Linked DNA regions of Sus scrofa: regions 2, 3 and 4 are each linked to region 1. A link is a contact called in public Hi-C and promoter capture Hi-C data. All regions are on one chromosome and are shown on one strand. The core of a region is the stretch at or near the end of the contact, and the rest is flanking DNA. Distances in the headings are between cores, read along the strand shown. Region 1 holds the start of RAB40C (ras-related protein Rab-40C). Region 2 holds the start of DECR2 (peroxisomal 2,4-dienoyl-CoA reductase). Region 3 holds the start of RPUSD1 (RNA pseudouridylate synthase domain-containing protein 1). Region 4 holds the start of MRPL28 (39S ribosomal protein L28, mitochondrial).

What was found. Promoter capture Hi-C pulls out the DNA fragments that hold promoters and counts their contacts. A called contact is a pair of places that touch in the nucleus more often than the background predicts.
Region 2: a promoter capture Hi-C map of liver shows a contact between it and region 1, with 4 times the contacts expected there. The contact joins the promoter of DECR2 here to the promoter of RAB40C in region 1. A contact is called at or near these places in 1 of 5 promoter capture datasets (liver), 3 of 47 Hi-C or Micro-C datasets (heart right ventricle, liver and skeletal muscle) and 1 of 2 datasets of contacts at active chromatin or transcription factors (alveolar macrophages).
Region 3: a Hi-C map of liver shows a contact between it and region 1, with 4 times the contacts expected there. The contact joins the promoter of RPUSD1 here to the promoter of RAB40C in region 1. A contact is called at or near these places in 1 of 5 promoter capture datasets (liver) and 2 of 47 Hi-C or Micro-C datasets (liver and skeletal muscle).
Region 4: a contact with region 1 is called in a Hi-C map of liver, with 3 times the contacts expected there. The contact joins the promoter of MRPL28 here to the promoter of RAB40C in region 1. A contact is called at or near these places in 3 of 5 promoter capture datasets (fetal liver, fetal skeletal muscle and liver) and 1 of 47 Hi-C or Micro-C datasets (liver).

The regions. Positions count from the first base shown.
Region 1 is chr3:41,157,381-41,161,390 of Sscrofa11.1, forward strand. RAB40C (ras-related protein Rab-40C) reads right to left here and starts at 2,721. Exons shown (of 6, transcript XM_021086911.1): 1 at 2,494-2,721. The coding sequence starts at 2,527.
Region 2 is chr3:41,301,734-41,305,907 of Sscrofa11.1, forward strand. DECR2 (peroxisomal 2,4-dienoyl-CoA reductase) reads right to left here and starts at 2,311. Exons shown (of 8, transcript XM_005655126.3): 1 at 2,089-2,311. The coding sequence starts at 2,252.
Region 3 is chr3:41,007,673-41,011,592 of Sscrofa11.1, forward strand. RPUSD1 (RNA pseudouridylate synthase domain-containing protein 1) reads left to right here and starts at 2,050. Exons shown (of 6, transcript XM_005662236.3): 1 at 2,050-2,266; 2 at 2,799-3,009; 3 at 3,083-3,206; 4 at 3,338-3,440; 5 at 3,581-3,682. The coding sequence starts at 2,807. It overlaps CHTF18 (chromosome transmission fidelity protein 18 homolog), which reads right to left and starts at 1,916. Exons shown (of 22, transcript XM_021086879.1): 1 at 1,767-1,916; 2 at 1,347-1,547; 3 at 1,125-1,275; 4 at 816-984. The coding sequence starts at 1,860.
Region 4 is chr3:41,327,825-41,332,278 of Sscrofa11.1, forward strand. It overlaps MRPL28 (39S ribosomal protein L28, mitochondrial), which reads left to right and starts at 2,588. Exons shown (of 5, transcript XM_005655127.3): 1 at 2,588-3,298; 2 at 3,888-4,040; 3 at 4,289-4,423. The coding sequence starts at 3,011. It overlaps TMEM8A (transmembrane protein 8A), which reads left to right. Exons shown (of 12, transcript XR_002342470.1): 9 at 1-523; 10 at 739-855; 11 at 1,152-2,259; 12 at 2,531-2,606.

The sequences.
Region 1 (4,010 bases), core at 1,471-3,970:
GAGGCAAGACTTCAATGCGAGAAATAACTTGCCTGGCCCAAGGAAGGGTGTTGGATACACGCCCTTCAATGGGAAGGGACCTCCCTGCCACTGGTCATCTGCTCCTGGCCAGACTGACCCCGAAAGGTTAAGCCAAGCACAAGAAGCTCGGAGATGTACTGACTCTTAACAAGGAAAGAAAAAGATACACGCATCTGCCACAAGGGAATCAGAGATCAAAAGCTCCCCAAAAACACAAAGCAAATTCGAGATGCGCCGAACGCTGAGAACTAACTGCTCCAGTTAGGAAGCCTTCAGGGCAGCAGAATGAAGTACCCTCAGACCCACCCACCTCGCCCTGAGAAAGGGCACTGGCCCCGGAGCCTCCGAGCTGACGCCCTGACTGCATGTGCCACACATCGTAACCTCCAGGACCCTCGCCGCCCTGCCAGCCCAGGGGCTTCCGCACACTTCTGGCAGCTGGCCCTCCCGCTGGACCACCGTGCTTCTCCTCGGGCGGGACTCAACACGTCACGAGAAGAGCGGCAGCACACTGCCCCCGAGAGCAGGGACAGGAGGCCGGGCCACTCGCTCCAGCTGCCTCGCTGCGCCCGGCTGGAGGCAGCTCAGACCCAGGAGTCCTCGTCCTGGGAAGCCGCTGAGGCCCTGATGGAGCCCAGCCCCCCTTCAAAGCATCCCCATCTCTGGGAAAGCAGCTCAGGCGCCCACCCCCCGTCTGACTCCAGAGGACCGCTTGACTGTGGCGGGCAAGGGACCGACTCAGCCCCCCAAGGCCTCCCTCTCACACCCTTGGGGGCCTCACACTTCCTCGCCCTCCCTACAACACCACCCAGCGCTCCGGTGGGCTGGGCCCTCCAGACCCCTGCCCCTCGCTCCGTGCTTAGCAGGAAGGGCGCAGGGCCGGCCCAGGTAAGCCGACGACTCTGACGCGTCCTAAGGGGAGAAAGGGTCAAGAAGCACTGGCCACACGCTGGCGGCCAGAGCCCAGGAATTCAGCAAGCAGCGAAGGCTCACAGCAGTCAGGCAGGACTGACCAGACTCTGAGCGACAAAGCTACAGAGGAGGCGGAAGACCGGACTCCAAGGAGTAAAACTCCTCGCAAAGACGGCCCTTCCAGGAGCCCGACGGCCCCCCGGGGGACCCACGTCAACTGCGAGAAAAGAGAGGACCTCACACTGGTGCCAGAGACCTGTAGCTCTTGTGTGTTTTGGCTGCACGGCCAGAAACGTGGAAAGAACGTTTAACCCCGTCCGGATCGGGCGTTTTCGTCCAGCCCAAGGAAGGGATGCCTTGAGCCAACGGCCTGCTTTGAGGACGCCCAGCTGTGCACACCTGGCACACCTGGTGAGGCCCCGCGACCAAAGAAAAAGCCCTTCTTCCTCAGGAGTCCCTCGGCCAGATCTCTGCCCCCACGACGCCGCGGGCCCCAGAAGGGCCTCGACAAGCTCGAGCCGCAGCTCCCCCGCCCCGGCCCGAGACGCGAGGCGGACGGCAGGTCGCCGGGCGGAGCCAGGTGCGCGCGGCGGCCCGCCGGCCGGCCTTACCGTTGCTGTAGGCGTACGGAGACTCGGCTGCGCCGTCCTGCAGGCTCTCCAGGATCTCGCCCTTGCCCACGTCGCTGTCGCCCACCAGCAGGAACTTGAGCAGGTAGTCGTAGCTCTTGACTGGGCTGCCCTGCGTCCCCATCTTCGCTCACGCGCGCGCGGGCCGCACCCGCATGCCCACGGCGCCGCGGAGCCCGCTGGCGGAGGCCTCCGACCGACCTGCGTGCGCGGGCGCGGGTGAGCGAGGCCGGCGGACGGCAAGGCCGCTCCGCCCGCACCTGCTCCACCGCCCCCGCTTCGCTTCCCTTCGCCTCGCCTCAGCGCCGCCGCCGCCGCCCCGCAGCTTCCCGCACGGCGCCGAGCAGCCCCGCCACCCCGCCCCGCCCCGCGCGCCACCATTGGTCGTCCGCCGCACCCTTCCCGCGGCCATTGGCCGCTGCGCATATCCGTCAGCACTGCTAGCGCCCCTGCCCCCGCCCCCCCAGCTTCCCATACAGCGCTGCGAGACCTCGGGTCGTTCCTCCCCATCATTGCCCCGCCCCTACGCTGCTGCTGTACGTCGCACGCCGCCTCCCGCGCGGCCACTGGCCCGTGAGCACGTCCATCAAAGCTGCCCCGCCTCCATCGCTTCCCACTCAGTTCTGCGAAGACTCCAGTCGCCCCGCCCCGCCTTCACGCTGTTGCCATTGGCCCCTCGCCTCTCGCTTTCCGGGACCCTCTGATCCGCCTGCCTGTCCGTCAGCATTACGCCCCCCACCCCCCGCCGATTCCCGCAGAGCATCCGAGACTCACCGGCAAACCTGCCCACTGCCCCCGCAGCTCCTGGGCCCTAACACGCCCCCTCCGCTTCGCCATTGGCCACCGCAGCCGATCCTCCCAGAGCTACTGGACCACCTACACGTCGCTCATGGCCCTCTAAGCCCGCCCATCTTGCCCCCTATACGCTCACCAATCAGAAGCTTGGACCTCCAGGTTGTTTGCATACACCCCCTTACTTCCGCGGACTGAGCGGGACGGTGGCGGTCCCCGTTGTGAGGTGACGCGGGTGACTATGGCAGGGCTGAACCTCCTAGAAAGCTGCGGCCGCAGCTTCCGCAGAGACCCGGGCGCGTACAGTGCGGCCCCCCGGAAAGGCGCCCTCCCCACGGAGGGGGCGTGACGAGGGCGCAGTGAGACAAGATCCACCAATCGGCGCTCGGAGCGGCCGGGTAGACGGGACTTCCGTTCCCGCGCCGGGGGCGGGGCCGGGGGATGGTGAGGTGGGGGCGGGCGCCGGGTTTCTTGTGGGGAAGGTGGTGAGTGGGGGCGCGGGTGAGGGGCGGGGAGACGAGGCAGGGCGCGAGGGTAGGGACGGTGAAATGAGGCGGTGGCAGGAACTTGGAATTACCTGGGTCGGGGCGCAGGGGCAGCGAGGTGAGGCTTGGTTGCAGGCGGCGAGGCGGGGACTCCAGCGCAGCTCTGTCCCCGCCCCTCGCGTCTGCCCCGTTCCCTGGGCAAGTCTTGCAGGTGACAGCGCGGCTCTCAAGGCCGCTGCAGAAAGGGGGTCGGCCTGCATGTCGTCCTCTAGCCCCAGAGACGACGGCAGCACTGGCTGTGAGCCGCCCACCCTGGGAAGAGTCGGGGTCAGGCCAGGTGGGGCACCCAGGAGGGCCCAGGAAGAGGGTCCGGGGGAGCCTGTAGGAGGAAGTGACTTTGGGTTGTTTACAGAATGGATAGGTTATGAAAAGGTGTGAACAGTTGTGAAGATACAATTTTATTCTGCAAAATAGAAAGTAAAGCAAAATATACCCTCTTCACCCATTAGATTGGCAACATTACTTGTGGCACCTAGGATGTAGGGTGACAGCTCTCTGGCAGGGAGGTTGGACAACTTAGTAAGTAATTCCATATTTCATTTAGTCGGGAGAAGTTCTCAAAAACAAGCTCATGAATTTCACTGTTGGAGTTCCCACAGGGGGTTAAGAATCTGATTGCAGCTGCTTGGGTCTCTGGGGAGGAATGGGTTTGATCCCCAAACTGGCACAATGGGCGAAAGATCCCGCACTGCTGCAGCTCACAGCTGTGGCTCAGATTCAGTCCCTGGCCCAGGAACTTCCATGTGCCACAGGTGTGGCCATAAAATTTTTTTGGATTAAAAAATAAAGAATTTCACTCTAGGAGTTCCCCTTGCGGCACAGCGGAAAAGAATCCGACTAGGATCCATGAGGTTGTGGGTTCGATCCCTGGCCTTGCTCAGTGGGTTAAGGATCCGGTGTTGCCGTGAGCTGTGGTGTAGGTCACAGGCATGGCTCAGATCCTGCATTGCTGTGGCTCCTATTCAGCCACTAGCCTGGGAACCTCCATATGCTGTGGGTATCGCCCTAAGAAGAAAAAAAAAAAAAAACAAAGCTTGTGCGTGACTGTTCACAGCGTCATTAATCACAATAGCCAAGAAGTGGAAACAACCCAAATATCCACCAACAGATC
Region 2 (4,174 bases), core at 1,061-3,560, 140 kb after region 1:
GATCTCCCGCTGCCCTGCAGCGCTGGACGTGGCAGTCCCTGGGGGAAAGTGAACCAGGCATGGCTTTCTTGACATAAGAGGAGCCATTTCTGGCCTAAGCCAGTTGGTGATCTAAGCCTGGCCACAGTGCTTGTCTTTGAATAGGTCCCAAAAGAATCCAAGAGTTGGAGTTCCCATCGTGGCTCAGTGGTTAACGAATCCGACTAGGAATCATGAGGTTGCAGGTTCGATCCCTGGCCTTGCTCAGTGGGTTAAGGATCTGGTGTTGCCGTGAGCTGCAGTGTAGATCACAGACACTGCTCGGATCCCGTGTTGCTGTGGCTGTGGCGTAGGCCGGTGGCTACAGCTCTGATTCAACCCCTCATCTGGAAACCTCCATATGCCACGGGAGTGGCCCTAGAAAAGGCAAAAAGACAAAAAAAAAAAGAATCCAAGAGTTCCCGTGGTGGCACAGCGGAAACGAATCTTACTAGGAACGAGGTTGTGGGTTCGATCCCTGGCCTCGTTCAGTGGGTCAAGGATCTGACATTGCTGTGGGAGTGGTGTAGGTCACAGATTCGGTTGGGATCCCTTGTTGTTGTGGCTGTGGTGTAGGCCAGCAGCTATACTCTGATTAGACCCCTAGCCTGGACCCCTCCATATGCCGCAGGTGCAGCCCTAAAAAGCAAAAAAAAAAAAAAAAAAAAAAGAAATTCCAGAAACTGGGAGTTCCCGTCTTGGCACAGTGGAAACAAATCCAACCAGTATCCATGAGGACCCAGGTTCACTCCCTGGCTTTGTTCAGTGGGTTAAAGATTGGCGTTAGGAGTTCCTTTCGTGGCTCAGCTGTTAACCAAGCCAACTAGGAGCCAAGAGAATGTGGGTTGGATTCCTGGCCTCACTCAGTGGGTTAAGGATCCCACACTGCCGTGAGCTTCAGTGTAGTTGGCAGACGAGGCTCCCGATCCAGTGTTGCTGTGGCTGTGCCATAGGCAGGCAGCTGAAGGTCTGATTTAACCCCTAGCCTGGGAACTTCCATATTCCATGGGTACGGCTAAAGAAAAAAAGAATACAGAAACTGTTGTCAGATTAAGTAGCAACACCAAAGATCAAGATTAGCCTGAAGCACTCAACCACTCAGTCAATTGGAACCAAAAAGCTGATAAAGTAACCTTTTCTGGAGTTCCCGTCGTGGCACAGTGGTTAACAAATCTGACTAGGAACCATGAGGTTGCGGGTTCGGTCCCTGCCCTTGCTCAGTGGGTTAACGATCCGGCGTTGCCGTGAGCTGTGGTGTAGGTTGCAGACGCGGCTCGGATCCCTCGTTGCTGTGGCTCTGGTGTAGGCCGGTGGCTGCGGCTCCGATTGGACCCCTAGCCTGGGAATCTCCATATGCCGCGGGAGCGGCCCAAGAAATAACAGAAAAAAAAAAAAAGTAACCTTTTCTGATTCTCCTGACTTCAGTCACCTAAAGTTTGGACTCTGTCAACCAGCCAAGCGCCTTCATGAAGTAACATGTACACTTAGATTAAAATTGACCCAACTCCTTCTTTCTTTTTTCTTTTTTTTTTTTTTGTCCTTTTAGGGCCGCACCTGACGTACAAGGAAGTTTCCAGGCTAGGGTCAGATCCGAGCTGTAGCTGCCTGTCCCTGCCACAGCCACCTGGAATCCGAACGGCCTCTGTGACCTACACCACAGCTCACTGCGACGCCAGATCTTTAACCCATTGGGCAAGGCCAGGGATCAAATCTGGGTCCTCATGGATAATAGTTGGACGCTTACGGCTGGGCCAGAACAGGAACTCCAAAACTTCCCCAAGTAACAAATTCTTCCTTCTCCCCACGTTTGGTTTGGTCGCGCTGCACACTCTCAGGATTACCAGTAAATACCCACCACCGGCCAAGACAAACAGAATGTGCTGCAGATTCCAAAGACCAGAACACTAGCACCTGCATCTAACTACCGGGCACCCAGACATGTGGATAGTCTGGTTGCAAGACATGGGATCCTCACACGTCCCAGGAAAACCGCAGTACCCTGCCGCCCGCACCCCAGGCGCCCGCGGACCCCTGCCCCGCTCCCTGGGGCGCCCCTGATGCGGCCCTCACTGAAGCAAGTCCGGGCAAAACAGGTGGCGATACTCCGGCAGACAGTCGTCCTCTGCAACGTCGGGCGGTAGGTGGGTCATGGCGATCGCTGTGGCCTGGACAGCGAAGAGCGCGGACTGGGAGGATCTGGATGGCACGCTCTGCCCCCGGAGACGCGCAGACATCTGCGGGCGCACACCTCAGCGGCCCGTCCAATCAGTCTCGCCCAGCCCGATTCCAAGGAAGCCCCGCCCCGTTGCCCGCCCACCCCGCGCGCCTCCTTTAAAGGCCCCGCCCACTCCTCAGGAGCCCCGCCCCCATACCGCCTGGCACGCTCCCCCACGCCGCGACCGCACAGCCTGCTGGGATTGAAAGTCGGTCCCGGCTCCTGAGCAGGCGCAGTGCAGCCGGCCAGGTCTCAGGGCGGGGTCTGGGTGAGGCGGCGGGTGGGGGGGCTCTTATTAGACCGGGAGGACTCGGTGCCTGGGGCGGAGCCAGCTGGACGCAGAAACAGACCGTTGGTTCCTGGACTTTGGCCTCGCTGTGCTTTTAAGACACCTGATCTAAGCACGCCCCACGTTTAAAAGCTCTTTCGTCCTGGACGCGCCCCTCCTCGCATAAAAGTGACACAGGAAAAGACGGAAGGGGACTAGAGCCATGAAATCTGGAAGGCCGTTCCCTGCAGTGACTAGCCCCATAGGCAGCTCCCAACATGACCCTTTGTGGCCAGTGAAGGTCAGGGAGTTCCTGAGGTGGCAAATGGAAGCGAATTGGACTAGTAACCATGAGATTGTGGGTTCGGTGCCCGGCCTCGCGCAGTGAGTTAAGGATCTGGTGTTGCCCTGTGGTGTAGGTCGCCCATATGACTCTGATCCTGCCTTGCTGTGGCGCAGGCCCACAGCTGTAGCTCTGATTTGATCCCTAGCCTGGGAACCTCCATATGCCTCGGGTTGTGCCCTAAAAAGAAAAAAGAAAGGTCAGGACACTGGAGTTGGGAGTTCCCATCAGGGCACAGTGGGAACAAAACAAATCTGACTAGTATCCATGGGGATGTGGGTTCCATCCCTGGGCTTGCTCAGTGGGTCAGCGATCTGGCGTTGCCACAGGCTGTGGTGTAGGTCGCAGACACGGTTCGGATCCCTTGTGGCTGTGGCACAAGCCAGCAGCTGTAGATCTGATTTGACTCCTAGCCTGGGTACTTCCACATGTCGAGGGTGCATCACCCCCACAAACAAAGCAAAAACAAACAAACTTCAGGATACTGGAGTTTCCTTGCTGTGGGGCAAGGGGATTGGCCGTGTCTCTGCAACACTGGGATGCAGGTTCAATACGCAGGCAGACCCAGTGGGTTGGTGCAGTGGCTTGCAGCTGTAGCTTGGATCTGTTCTCAAGCTAGGAGCAACAAATGCCAATGAAGTTGTGAGAAGTGAACTACGGCTCTGGCCTGGCAGGTATAATGATGTGCAGTGTCACTGTGACAGGTGATCGGGGACACAGCTGGGGATGAAGTGTGAGCGACATGTGTAGTGTCACTGCAGTCACCAGGCTTTCTGCCTCAGCCCCCTGCCTTCCCCTTCCTGCTACCCCCCCATCCTGTCCATAGCTCCAGGACTCGTCTCGGGTTCCCCAGATTTCAGACAGGTCCCTGGAGCTCTGCCAATCTCATACACTCGACAGGGTCACTGATGCCCTCCTAGGGTGCCAGATGGGAAGCTTCCTTTCTACTTTCACACTGCCCACCACTTGGTCTTAACGCCTCATCTCTCCCTCAGCGACAGGAGAGGCCATAATGAGCATTCCGTACACAAAGCACAGCACATTTTGATGTCCCCACTTTGGGGGGAAAAGAGGTCATGCTACCAACATTTCAGGAGACCTCGAAGCTTGTCTGGCACTGTGGTACCAAAGGGATTTGGTCCTGAAAGTCCCGCTGTGGCTTAGCGGGTTAAGAACCTGACTGGTATCCATGGGGATGCAGGTTCCCTCAGTGGGTTAAGGTTAGGGCATTGCTGCAAGCTGCAGTGTAGGTCGAAGATGTGGCTTGGATCTGGTGTTGCTGTAGCTGTGGTGTAGGCCGGCAGCCAAGGCTCCGATTCAATGCCTAGCC
Region 3 (3,920 bases), core at 800-3,299, 150 kb before region 1:
GGGAGAGTGAGAAGGGAGGAAGGAGGAGTGAGGGAGAGAGGGAGGGAGGAGAGGGAGGAGGCAGGAGAGAGAGAGAGGAGGGAGGAGGGAGGGGGAAGTGGGAGAGGGAGGGGGGAGAAGGAGGAGGAGGAGAAAAGGGAGGGAGGAGGGAGAGAGAGGAGGGAGGAGGGAGAGGGAAGTGGGGGAGGGAGGAGGGTGGGGGGAGGGAGAAGGAGGGGGGAGGGAGGAGGGAGAGAGAGAGGGAGGAGGAAGTGGGGGAGGGAGGAGGGCGGGGGGAGGGAGAAGGAGGAGGGAGGAGGGAGAGAGAGAGAGGGAGGAGGGAGAGAGAGGGAGGAGGGAGAGAGAGAGGGAGGAGGGAGAGGGAAGTGGGAGAGGGAGGGGGAGAGGGGGAGAGGGAGGGGGAGAGGGAGGAGGCAGGAGGGAGAGAGAGGAGGCAGGAGGGAGAGGGAAGTGGGGGAGGGAGGAGAGAGGGGGAGGGAGGAGGGAGAGGGAGGAGGAGGGAAAGAAGAGTAGCCTAAAAGAAAAAAAGGAAAGAGAGAGAAAAAAAAAAGAGAGAACAAGAGAGAAAGGAAGAAAAAGGAGAAGAAAAAGGCAGGATGAGGAGGAGGCAGCAGAGGGAGGGGGAGAAAAAAGAGGAGCAGGAAAGAGAAGAGGAGAGAAGGAGGGAAGAGGAGAAGGGTGGGGAGAGAAGGGAGAAGGTGGCGCTCCCAAGCATCCCCTAGAGACCAGAGGCCAGGTGGTCCTCCTGAGGGGTCCTCGTGGTCAGATTCAGGATAGGCTGTGCAGGCCCCTGCTTGTGGCTGCACAGAACCCACCTGCACCCCAGTGCCCACTGGGTCATCCCTCAGCACCAGAAAAGCACGGTCGCCGCCCGTGGAGGTGACGTTGATGTAGTCCTCCAACACAGGGGGCCGCCTCAGGACAGGATTGCGGGCGGCTGGCGAGGCTCCGGTGCAGCCCTCCTCAGCCCCAGTGTCCGAGGGTCTGGGAAGGGACCAGGGCCATCTCGAGATCCACCCTCGGTTACCCAGCCCTCCCAAAGGCACAGAGCCCTTGGGATCTTTGTCCCAGGAACAGGATCCTTCCAAGGTCCCCCCAGGAAACCTGTGCCCTAGGCCACACACCCGCTGCCCCACAGCTCAGCGGGGACCTCAGGACTCGGTGGCAGAATGATGTCCCGAGTGGGGGAATCAGGAGGCAGCAGATCTTCCATTTCGTCGGGCCTGAAGTTCAGCCTCCTGGCGGCCTCCAGCCTGGACCGTTTGATCCTAGGGGCTGGGGAGAAACAGCGGTCCTTCCCCGGCCTCACATCCCACCCCTACAGCTTTGAACCCCTGCAAACGTACTAGGAGGCAGGGATATGGTCCCCTGGATGTCAGCCGTCAGCTGCCTCTTCTTGGCACCGCCACTACCGCCTTTTGGAGGTCTGCCTGGAGAACAGTGAGTGGCAGCGTCCCCTCCAGCAATGGCCTCCTCGAACGTCAGGCGGGGCCGGCCCATGGTGGGGGCAGGCCGGAGGCTCCTGGAAGGTGTCAGGGCGGCTGTTCCTGCGGAGAGAAGACTCACTGCAGCCGCTCAGGGCAGCCCGTCGGCACAAACAGCACAGCCACAGCTTCTGCGGTGCGCGGCGCTGCAGCGCCGAGCTCTCTCTAAAGGCGGTTCCTGCCTCCCGGCCTTGGCGCTTCCCCTCCCCTCCCAGCAGCCCTCCCGAACGCCCCGGGCAAGCCGGGATCCTCCCGAACTACCCGGGACGAGCTCGCACCCACCTTCCAGCTCCGCCAGCACCTCCAGCTCAGCTGCGAACTGGCTGTCGAAGTCATCATCCTCTACACCGTACAGCTCCCGCTCGTAGTCCTCCATGGCCCGCCAGCCACTGGCTCCGAACCTCCCGCGCCGCGCGCGCAGCCCACGCCCGGAACGTCCCGGCGCCGCCAATCAATGGCAGGCGTGCCCGGCGGCTCACGCCATTGGTCAGTGGGCGGGGGCGGGGTGGGGCGGGGGCGGGGCTGCTCGGGCAGGCTGGGCGGGCCAGAGTCTGTGCGCTGAGACTGGAGCGGTGGATCCTAGGCGCTCTCCATTGGTCAGCAGGGCCGCCAATCTATGCGTGGGCGGGGACGGGGGCGCGCAGGCCCAGCCCTGAGAGGTTTAGCTCTGCGGTCGCCACGGCAGTTCCGGTGCCCCTAGGCCACAAGGCGTGGAGACTCGAGGGCAGGAGCCAGGGCCGGTCGGAGGCATCGGGGTCCTGGACGGCGCAGCCGAGCTGCAGGTCGGTTCTGGAGTGGGCCGGGGCGCGAGGGGCTCACAGCCGAAGTCCGACAAGCACCCCTCGGCCTGTGCCCATCGGACGCGGGAGGCTGGGGTTCCACGGAGCGGAGGCAGAGCAGGGGGTGTCTACGTGGGCAATGGAGGCACTATTCTCTGCCCTGAACCCAGCCTCACTCGGAAAAAGGCCCCTGTCGCGCGGCCGGAGCCTCTCTGGGAAGGGCTCCAGGAGGCAGGGTGGAAAGCAAGATTGCTTCTCCCCAGGCCCAGGTCCTTGGGCAGGACGGCCCCAGGCGAGCCCAGAGCAACTGGCCAGGCACACCCCCCGCCCCCACCCCCCCCCCAAGCTGGTAGATACTCTGCTACTTGACTCAGGGGTGAGGGTGCAGGCGCCCAGTAGGTCTACGAGCTTGCCTGACAGATAGCTTCCACAGTTTCAGACCCAGGACCCCGGGGAGCCAGGGTGTCCATGCCAGGTGAGCAGAACTCTGACGTGGGCACCCAGGAACCCCACTCCACGCACTTCCGTGTTGCAGGCACCACCATGGAGCCAGGCAGCGTGGAGAACCTGTGCGTTGTATACAGGAGCCATGACTTCCTGGTGGTGAACAAGCACTGGGACGTGCGCATCGACAGCAAGGCTTGGAGGGAGACGCTGACCCTCCAGAAGCAGCTGCGGCACCGCTTCCCAGAGCTGGCTGACCCTGACACCTGCTACGGGTTCAGGTGTGCAGGAATGGGGCACAGGTACCCACAGCAGCCTCTGTGGGGAGGAAGCAACCCCCAGCCCAGCCACCGCTGACCCTCTGCCCTACGCCAGGTTCTGCCACCAGCTGGACTTCTCCACCAGTGGGGCGCTCTGTGTGGCCCTGAACAAGGCGGCCGCAGGCAGTGCCTACAGGTGCTTCAAGGACCGGCGGGTCACCAAGGCTTATCTGGCGCTGGTAAGGCTCAGCTGGCCGCTGGGGCAGAGGACTCCAACTCTCCGTCCGCTGTCACAGGCTCTGACTGTCAGCCGGGCTCCCCAGCAGTGGCGGGTGGCCCCTTTAGCAACATGTGACTTCCTGCCTGGCAGGTGCGGGGGCACATCCAGGAGAGCCGGGTGACCATCAGCTATGCCATCGGCAAGAACAGCACAGAAGGCCGGACCCACACCATGTGCATTGAGGGCACACAAGGTGCAGAGGGGCCGGGGACGGGGGCCAGGGACACAGGGACCTTGCATGGGCTGGGGCAACCCAGGCGGGTGGCCTGGGCTGGGGTGGACTCGCCCTCGGAGCTGGCCCAACCGATTCGGAGCTTGCCTTGCTCCCCCTAGGCTGTGAGAACCCCAAACCAAGCCTCACAGAGCTGGTAGTCCTGGAACACGGGCTGTACGGAGGTGATCCTGTCTCCAAAGTACTGCTGCAGCCTCTCACAGGTGCGTCCAGGGCAGGGGCCAGGCAGCTGTCCGGCTCCTTGCCCTGCTGATAGTTCTTGCCCCGGGCATCTTCTCACGCAGAGCACTGAAGCATCCCCCTCGTACAGGAAAAGAACCTGGCTGGTGTCGCCCAGCATCTGGCCAGGTGACTCCTCCCCCACAGTCAGCCTTGCACCCTGCAGGCTCTTGCCCCACGCAGGGTCTCTCGGGCCCGGGTTCTCCAGCAGGTCGAGCACAG
Region 4 (4,454 bases), core at 1,338-3,837, 170 kb after region 1:
CAGGCAAGGCCCATTCACAGAGGAGGCCTGGGGAGTTCCCTGGTGGTCTAGTGGTTAGGATTCGATGCTTTCACCGTTGCAGCCCAGCTTTAATCCTCGTCTGGGGACCGAGATCCTGCGTTAAGCCACTGCACACTGCAGTCAAAACAAAAAACCCTCTTCGGAGTTCCCGTTGTGGCTCAGTGGTAATGAACCCAGCTAGTATCCGTGAGGATGTGGGTTCGATCCCTGGCCTCACTCAGTGGGTTGAAAGACCCAGCATTGCCGTGAGCTATGGTATAGGTCATAGACACAGCTCGGATCCAGTGATCCCTGGCCTGGGAACTTCCACATGCTGCGGATGCCACCCTAAAAAGCAAAAAAGAAAAGAAAGAAGGCCTGGCCTCCAGCCCTGGGCCTGCCTCCCTGAGAAGCCCCCAGCTGTGCCGTCGGAGTCCCTGAGGCCGAGGACCCTTTGGGGGCATTTCCGCTGTAGCTGGGCCAGCCTGATGGAAACGCGTGTCCTGGTGCCCTGCCTGCCAAGGTCGTGCCTCAGACAGAAATTCGCCTGTGGACAGCCTTGGGGGATGGATGGATCCCAGCCATGCGGGGGCTTGGGGAGGGGCAGACTTCGCCTGCTCTGCCAGCTGGGCACGGGGGCAGTGGGATGGCGGCAGGGCCACTCCACCTGCTCCCGCTGAGCCGTGTGCCGTCCGCCTGGCTCCCACAACCTTGCGGCCTTCCCTTTGTGTCACCCAGGTTCTGTTTCTCCTGGGCACCCTGGTCTTCGCCATGTCCTTGCAGCTGGACCGCAGGGCCGCCTGGAACATGCTGGGGCCGTGCCTCTTTGCCATCGTGGTTATGGTCACCATGTGGGTAAGTGGCTGGGGCAGGGCTGTGGTGCCGCCCAGACGCCGTGCCCTGGCAATCGGGATACATGATCCATAGAGGAGGACAGGGCCTGGTCCCGCCTTCGGGCCATGGTCCGGGTCCTGGGCCCGAACCCTCTGCATCTGCGGAGGGCCCCCTGTGGTTTCATGCCTGAGGCCTGGGGACCCTCAGGTCTTTGTGCGCTTGAACCCCCACCAAGCAGCCCACGCTCCCAGACCTGGGCGAGCCCTTGGCAGCCCTGGTTGCAGCCCCTGCGCCGACACGCAAGTGCTTTCCTCCAGGTGTACCGCTGCGGGCGCCGACGCCGCTGCTACCCGCCCTCCTGGCAGCGCTGGGTCTTCTACCTCCTGCCTGGCATCGCCATGGCCTCTGTGGCCATTGCCATCTACACCGCCATGATGACCAGCGACAACTATTACTACACCCACAGCATCTGGCACATGCTGCTGGCTGGCAGCGCTGCGTTCCTGCTGCCACCAAGGGACCAACACACCGAGCCCTGGGCCTGCTCCCAGAAGCTCACCTGCCACTATGATATCTGCAGGAACCGCCAGGAAGAGCTGTACACAGTGACATGACGTGGCCCGCTTGGGGACACCTGCGGCTTTGATGATTTCTCCGGCCAGGGGCAGGACCAGGGGAGAGGTACCCTGTCCAGATGGATTTCCAGCCGAATAAAATTGCACTGCTGTGCTCTCACTTCCTCCTCCTCCGGAGGCAAGGCCACACCCCCAGCTCCCTTATGCCTACTGGCTGCCAGCTACCCGGTCCCTCTGCAGGGCCCAGCGGGTGTCTGCAGTGGCTCCTGAGGCCTGGCCCTGGCTGCCTGGAGACCACAGGTACCAAGTGGGGAAGCCCCTGTGGTCTGCTGGCCTGGAGATGGTTGGAGGGAAACGTAGAGTAAGATGGCTGTGTCGCCCTGTTCCTGTGTGAGGCTGTGCTCTGGCACTTAGGCTGGTAGCTGTGCCGCCGCGTGGCTCCTTGACCCCTTGTGCCCCAGCAGGATGCCCCCTGCTGATGCATTTGCCACGGGAAGGGGCGATCGTGCCAAGGGAGCTGATGGCACTGGGTGGCCTAAGGGCTAGCTGCCACGAGGGCATGGGGAAGGCTGGCTTCTGGCTGGCTGGCCACCCCTACCCCTTCACGTTGGCTCCAAAACTGGGAGGCCTTCGTGGAGAGGAGGCTCCAAGATGCTCTGGGAGTGCTGGGCTCCCAGGGCACACCTTGTCCCAACTCTACCCCACTGCCCTCTGGGTTCCTGGGCCCTTGTCTAGTGAGCATCTCCTTGAGAAGAGAAGGGGACGGCGGCCACCCTGACCTCGCTCAAACACGTGTCTGCAGAGGGGGCTCCTGGGGACCTGGCCTAACCTCTCTCGTGGTGAAAGCAGGGTAAGGGCTGCTGACCACCCCAGGAGGCCCTCCCTAAGGTAGGCTGCGGGGGGCCACTGTCAGTGTGAGGGTGCTGAGCCCAGGGTGGGTGGGGGCCCGCAGCCCTCTCACCTCTGGACCTGGCATCTTGCCTTCCGAGTCCCATCCAGGATATGGCCTCCCGGGAGGCTTCCCACACCCGCAGTTACCCAGCACTTGGCCACCGTAGCATTCTCCAGGCTTGTAATGGGGAAATATTTATATAAGGTATTTCGGGGGGGGATTTTTTCAGACATTGAAGACATTTTTCTGTAGCTCTGATTTCACTGTGATTGATGAATTTAATATTCTACACTGATGTTTCAAGGTAAAAAGAGTCTTTGCATTGCTTTCTGCGCTCGTTCTGGGAGGAGGGAAGGTGGCCAAGCCTCTGGAAACGGGCCCATTCTTGCCGGCCCCACACTTGCCGACGATCCCTGGGGCTGCCACCATCTCTGCAGGAAGTTTTCCACGGTCCCTAAGGACCAAAGAGGGGGCGGGACGAGCTGGGTAGACGGACTGGCTTGCAGCCAATCAGCGGCGGTTGGAGAGCAGGGTGCCGCGGCACGACTTCCGTTTCCGGCGAGGCCCTGGGCTCCGGAGGCTGGCGCGGCTGATCCTGGCTTGCAGTGGGAGTCACGCGGCTTTGCGCGCGGGGCCGGGGTGAGGGTGTTGTCCCACGTCCGGCCGCCGCGCGTGACCGCGGTCCCTGCCTCCCGCCAGCCTCGCCGCGATGCCCTTGCACAAGGTCCCTGTCGGCCTGTGGAAGCAGCTCCGGCTGTGGGAGGGCATCTATTCCCGCCTGCCCCGGCACTACCTGCGCTCCCTGGAGGAGGCGCGGACGCCCACTCCCGTGCACTACAGGCCTCACGGGGCCAAGTTCAAGATCAACCCCAAGAACTGGCAGCGGGAGCGCGTGGAGGACGTGCCCATTCCGGTTCACTACCCCCCGGAGTCCCAGCTGGGGCTGTGGGGCGGCGAGGGCTGGGTGCTGGGTCACAGATACGTCAACAACGACAAGGTGAGCGAGCAGGACGGGCTGGCGCGGTACCTCCCGGGCCTTGCCGCCCGGCTCCGGCTGGGGTCTGGAGGTACCTGGAGAGGAAGGGGACTCTGCTCGGGAGGAGGGCTTACGGCCCGGCGGACACAGCTCCTTTCAGGATGGGGAGGAGGCCTGAGTCTTGAGAGGGGGTGGGGGGCGAGGCCTAAGGAGACCTGTCGGCTTCACCCTCACCCCCACCTATCCTGACACCGGCAAGGCTGGCACTGCCCTGCCCCCTTTAGAATGGTCGAGAGACTAACCCGGGGGGCAGATCACCCCAGTCCGCCCCTGATGCCCCCAGTGCCTTGCTGCCTCTGATGGGGAACCTGGAGGAGCTGCCGAGCCCTCGGGGTGGGGATTTGTGTCTTTGATGTCTCCTTGGCCTTTGGGCCCTTAGGCTCTGGTTTGGACCGTGAAACCCCGTGGACCCTGCAGTTACGGTTGTGTGTGACCCTGCCACCTCGGCAGGGTCGGGGGAGAAGCGGACCTCTGGGCAGCCAGGCCCCCGAGTGGAGGCTGACAGGTGCAGCTCCCCGGCCCGATGTCACCAAGCCTCTTGCTCCCTCAGCTCTCCAAGAGAGTGAGGAAGGTGTGGAAGCCGCAGCTGTTCCAGCGCGAGCTCTACAGTGAGATCCTGGACAAGCGGTTCACCGTGACCGTGACCATGCGCACCCTGGACCTCATCGACCAGGCCTGCGGCTTCGACTTCTACATCCTCAAGGCAAGGACAGCGGGGTCCCCACTGAGATGTCATCGGCACCCTGTCCCCCCGACCCCCACAGCCCCAGTGGGAGTCCGTCGCTGCGGCAGCCGCCCCGCTTCACCTCCTCTGCTCTCAGACCTTTCTCTGTTCTGGCCCCCGGGTGCTGGGCTGGCCTGGGTGCTGCCAGCAGCTGGCGTGGAGGCTGAAGGGGGCGGGGGGCGGGACCCTGCCTGAAGCACCGGGTCCCATGTGGAGCCTCCTGCCAGACCCCCAAGGAGGACCTGTGCTCCAAGTTCGGGATGGACCTGAAGCGGGGGATGCTGCTGCGGCTTGCCCGACAGGACCCCCAGCTGCACCCGGACGACCCCGCCAGGAGGGCGGCCATCTACGACAGGTACAAGGTAAGGAGTAAGCCTGTACCTCCTGCCTCTC